2 separate regions of the Mus musculus genome follow, and region 2 is linked to region 1. The links are chromatin contacts, called in public HiCAR-type maps. All regions are on one chromosome and are shown on one strand. The core of a region is the stretch at or near the end of the contact, and the rest is flanking DNA. Distances in the headings are between cores, read along the strand shown. Region 1 has its middle 470 kb from the start of Gm35251. Region 2 has its middle 57 kb from the start of Gm24626.

Evidence for each region. HiCAR-type assays count read pairs that join an accessible place to other places.
Region 2: a HiCAR-type map of astrocytes shows a contact between it and region 1, with 4 times the contacts expected there. The contact joins two enhancer-like sites.

The regions. Positions count from the first base shown.
Region 1 is chr5:85,239,088-85,242,007 of GRCm38.p6, reverse strand. No RefSeq gene overlaps it. Among named protein-coding and RNA genes, the nearest start is that of Gm35251, 470 kb to the left of the region's middle. Within about 2 kb of position 1,342, at least 31 of the 459 cell types and tissues checked have an H3K27ac peak or open chromatin away from gene starts, as enhancers often do. A contact at or near this core is called in astrocytes, where this site is marked.
Region 2 is chr5:85,770,775-85,773,533 of GRCm38.p6, reverse strand. No RefSeq gene overlaps it. Among named protein-coding and RNA genes, the nearest start is that of Gm24626, 57 kb to the left of the region's middle. Within about 2 kb of position 1,258, at least 29 of the 459 cell types and tissues checked have an H3K27ac peak or open chromatin away from gene starts, as enhancers often do. A contact at or near this core is called in astrocytes, where this site is marked.

The DNA.
Region 1 (2,920 bases), core at 93-2,592:
AACCTGTGGGAGGTAGTCAATAAAATGTTTTGTTCCAGGAAAGATCCAGCATCACAAGCAAATGTGGTTTTTGTGTTGAAATTACTCAGAGTACCTGAGCCTTCTCCTTGTTCTTGTCTAGATGGACAGTCACAAAAAGACCCAGCTTCTACCTTCAACTTCCTTTGCTCTGTATCAATCACTTCTTTCATCCCAACAAGGTAATATCCTCTTGACAGAATCGAAGAATGAACTTTCTAAACTCTTCCTCTCTTCCCTCTCTCTGTTCTTTCTCTCTCCTATTTCTCTGCTTTTCTATTTCTATTCAATATCCTAGACAAAAATTTTGTAAGGATATACCTCCAATGTTATTTCTTAGATTTTATGTTTCTTAAAGTAAAAATTAACCATAATCTAATGTAAGAATTTATTTTGGAAAAAAATGGGGATAAAAAAAATTAACCTCAGAAAAGGAGTCATTAAAAATCTGAAAAACAAAACCTCAGTAGTTCTAATATGTTATGACTAAGTTGTTACTCCCAATCATGTATTTCATTAATGTTTTATTAAAATAAAACACTGCAGGTTTGAATAAAATAGCTGGCATATATATCCCCTAGATAATACATTAATTAAGGAAGGCTATAAAATGAAAATACAATGCAACATATTTTAGTGTGGGACATAGACATTTTATTGATGACATGATTCACATTATCTTAAATGGAAAAAAATCTACACTTTCTACCTACAAACTATATCTACAAACTATAAATAATATTCATATATTTAAACATAATTTCAGTTATTGGACTTCAAAATTCCAGTAAAAATTACACTATTACAAAGTTGAAAGCCATAATAAAAATAAATGTCCTGACTTCACCAAGAAGAAACTGTCTTTATTGGTTAAACAGAATGATGTGTGTTTTTAATATTTATAACATATTTATAAAGTGATAGGAAGAATCAGATGCAGATGTTTTCAACTATTACTAAGTGTTGTTTGGAGGGACCATTTGAAATACCTACACTTGTGAAAATTTCAATTCAAAACTTTATAACTTGGGAACAATAAGATAAATTTTCCATAAAGCATATGTGGAGATTAAGATATGATTTGTAGTAAATTTGACACTTACACCGACTTAAGAATAAAATCTCAATAAGCAAATAAACCTGTGTGGATGAATGACGCAAGTCCAAATCTGCAAATTATGTGTGCCTTATATGTTCAAGTCATAAGAGTAAAAAGAACATGTCTACTGTGGCTTTCAAGTCCTCTCCCCTGGACTTGTAGATCTGACCCAGTAGTGAGAGTGTGAGGATGTCCTCTAGGATTTTCCATTCCCAATCCAATTGAAACAGGAGAGTTTTACATTTCCTTCCTTTCACTTTACTACAGTGATTTATTGTCTTCACTGTGCATTGGTTAATTTGCTCTGAATTACAGAACTTGCTTCTTTCACCAAGCTCATTTGCCTTTTAAACTAATTACAGAACATAGACAATACCACTATAGTCCCATTAGTTCATGTGGCAGGTGGACTTTAGCACTGAATCCAAATGATAATAGGGGATGTAATTGAAAAAGATCAGTAGAGGCACAAAGAAAAATGAAGAGACACATTTACACTATTTAGAGGAATCCACTCTTATATAAGAAAAAAAAAGACATGAGAACATTTTCTTCATAATAGTATTTATACATAGAACAATATAAAACTACTAAAAATATAGAGATTATTCTCTGAGACTGAGAAAATCGTGAAATGCATATACATTTATATATTATATAATCCACCCAGCCATACATACATACATTCACATATACACATATAAGTTTGCATGATGAAGCATCAACAAACCATTCTTGTTTTCATGCAGCCACCTCACCAGTGACAAGAGGAAACTATCATGAAGATACTGGCTATAAGGACCACACTCTAATTTTCGAAAGAACAAACAAGGTATTTTTACTTTGTTTTTGCTTAATGAGCACACTGGCACCAGAGAGATGTAAAACAATTTTGGCATGATGCCTGCACCTTATGTCACAGTTCCAAGGTGTCAGTCCTGATGGTGCTCACATTAGGGACTGCATAGCTCATTCATTTCTGCCGTGCTTCTCGCTCACCCTGGGTTACATAGCTACAAGGGACAATGCACCCTTTGGACCCTTTGTGGTTTATGAATTGTAAATCCAAAGGGAGAGGGAGACAGCTTGACTGAACCCAAATTATGTTGCAATAGATGGTAATGAATGTCCTGCTTTAGCAGGATAATAGAACTCCTGTTTATTGGCAGTCATTCAGGCTGTATCTCTCCCATCTATTTTCTCTCTTGGCCTTGACCCTAATCCAGCAATTGCACATCCCCAGCTGCTCTTTAAGCTGCCTCATTAGCAGCGCACCATTGGGCAGCTCCCATGACAGTCATCCAATAGGATGAAAGTGACATGGGGCCAAAGACTGTAACTGATTGGCAAGCATGGCAATGAAATATGAGACAGGGCTGTGTGAAGAAGGCATCTGAGAGTGTTGGAATGGGCTGAGCAGTTAAGGAATTTTAGGCACATGATATCTTCACAGTTCTACATTGTTGTTTCCTAAGTGTTTGAAAATAATCCTAAGATACTTTATTTTTATTTTCTACTTTTTTTGCATATACATGAGATTTTTTTCTTTCTTTATTTACATTTAAAATGTTATCCCCTTTCCTCATTTTCCCTCTGAAAATCCCTTATCCCTTCCCCACTCACTGTTCATCAACCCACCCACTCCTGCTTCCTGTCCCTGGCATTCCCCTATACTGAGGCACAGAACCTTCACAAGACCAAGGGCTTCTTATCCCATTGATGACCAACTAGATCATCCTCCACTACGTATGCAGCTAGAGCCATGAGTGCCACCATGTGTTTTCTTTGGTTGGTGGTTTAGTT
Region 2 (2,759 bases), core at 9-2,508, 530 kb before region 1:
CCTTAAATGAGGACAGAAGTTTTAAAAGGCAAAGGAATTTGAAGAATAAAAGGTGCTAACCAATACCCCATAAAATATAGTTCTTAGTTATCCCTATTCATATTTTTGCCATGACTATACCACGGGCATAGGACATGAAGGTGAGATCAAGATGTGTTGAGGGTGCCTTGAAAGAAGTTTGAAGCAGCCAGCAGTGACTAAATGTGATCAAGACACATTGTACCCACATAGGAAAAGTCCAAAGAATAAATACAAATATTATAAGAACTCTTTCTTAAAATTTAAGTCATAGTGAGTTTGTGCATGAGAACAGGAGATACACGTTATTCATTACCTTTACACAGGTTTTTCAATGTCATTGAAAGTCTCTATTTTGGCTTTTGCAGGGTAGAGTCCATGATGAATGTTGACTGGAAAGTGAGAGGAAGGGTCATGTTAACGTACGACCCTGGAAAGTCTGCCTTTAAATATGGAGAAAAGCAAATCTCATGCATGTTCCGTTCTTCCAACCACAGACTCCACTTCCTCTCTTTCAAATGTTATATCCACCACTACAAGGAAACAGAGTGGATATGCTGTAGTATAACAGAGGGGTCGCACTGTTAGATGAAATCCCCAAAGTCTAAATTCCAAGGAGACTGATATCTATGCTTGGTTATGCTGAAAGATTTTTGCCACTAGAGGATGCAGAGGAGCTAGCTGAGTGCTTTGGAGAGAATATTTACAAGCAAAGACAAGAAAAGATTAATTTTTAGAATGCAAAGCAAATTCTTTAGAAGAAATGGAGACGACGAGACAGAATATTAAATGGTCATAGGATATGAACTGGTAATTTAGGCATCCAGACTTGCCAATGAGTAGATAAGATAATAATTTATTAAAGGAGTGGAGTAGAACACTGATCTGACCAGAGTGGTGACAAATAAGGAGTTTATTTGGGGTTTATGGAGAGAGAGAGAGAGAGAGAGAGAGAGAGAGAGAGAGAGAGAGAGAGAGAGAGAGAGAGGAAGGGGAGAGGGAGAAGGACATAGACAGACGGACAAGTAGACAACAGATACCGCTCCCCCCCCTCCCCCGGGCTCAGGGACTAAAACCAGCACATGGCTTTTGAGACCTCAAAGCCTGCTCCCAGAGACATACTTAGTCTGCCAAGGCCAGACCTTGTATTTTTACCAAAACACCACCACCAAGTGGGGCCTAGTATTCAGATGCCTAGGGCACTTCTCATTCAAACCACCACAGCTGGGATGGGGGAAACTAGTGAGGGCAGGAGGAGTACTGCAGCCTCCTACTGGGTGCCTGTGAGTCCAACAGGCAGTCAAAGTGAAAGTAAGAATAGACATTCATTTCCTGATTAATTTGCATATTGCAATTAGCGAACTGAATCTTTTGAAACCCCACCAGTGCTGCTAGAGCTGAAGTAATAGATCTTTTCTCACGGGTTAGCCAGAATGATTCCTGTTCCTATTATTATATTCCATCATGTGTCCTGAGATTTGTGCCACGGTTGACAATAGTAGAGATTTACAATTACTTTTCATTGACTGCTTCAGAATGCTTTGAATAATATGATTTCATTGTGTAAAATACAGAATTACAAATGGCTCTCCCATAATATATGAGTATATTGTTTATGAACTAAGAAGTATTTGGTGACTTACTTGCTTGTAGAAAATCTCTGTTCATTTCAAAGACCAAACATCTGTTCTACCCCCAATAGCTCCCGTTTTGGCAAAAACAAAAATTTTAATTTAAAATTCCACTAATACCTGGAATTTGTTTCTTCTTGTTGTTTATAAGAAATTTCTCTATAATTTTTCTTGCTATTTTTAGACTTTTCAGCTCTTTTCCCAATCTCTGCTTTAACATTTCATTTTCATGCTCTATGTCCACATCGATAGGATGCCTGAGCTCTGCATCTCCTGAAAGTGCTAATAATTTCTTCTTTGGAGGAAAGTGTATAGATGAGTTTTAAATCACAGTCCCTGCTTCAGTGTGAGTTTAAGGAGGGAGAGGAGATAGCACACTCCCCTTTCCAGATGCACTGGATGCCTCTTTTCAGAGAACCTTGCATTCAGTTAAGGAACAATTGTGGTTTCCCCCTCCAATCCATCATGTTTAGTTCTTCTACCTCAAACCAAGCAACATCAAAATTGCCATCCATGAAGCCATCAATTTTTCTATACTTTTATGTCATTGTGGAGAGAGAGAGAGAGAGAGAGAGAGAGAGAGAGAGAGAGAGAGAGAGAGAGAGAGAGAGTTCTTATGAGTAATACTTCTTACCTCTAAAATTATAGAGTTTTTACTTATTTCTCACATTAAACGAGTTATTTAATTAAAGGAAATACCATACGAATCTTATAGTTTAATATTCTCTCAGAATGAAACCATTTTTCTAATATTTGGGTCATAAAGTACTGAAATAAGAAGGCAAATAGAACAAAGGAAGCAAATAAAAATCACTTTAATATAAACAATTAATAATAATGATGATGATAAATTTTAATAATGTCCAGTTAGATCAAATCCTTTTATGGACACAGAAGTTAAATTTAAATTCTTACTCTAATGCACCCCATGTAGAGCTCAAATGTGAAAACCATGTTAAAGCTGACTAACTGTTCAAACCCACATATAGAGTCTCTCTCTCTCTCTCTCTCTCTCTCTCTCTCTCTCTCATAGAAGTACAGCAACACTGATAGCTATGACTGACCACAGTAATGCTGTTATTGTCAGGAGCCATTTGGACAGTCCCAGGC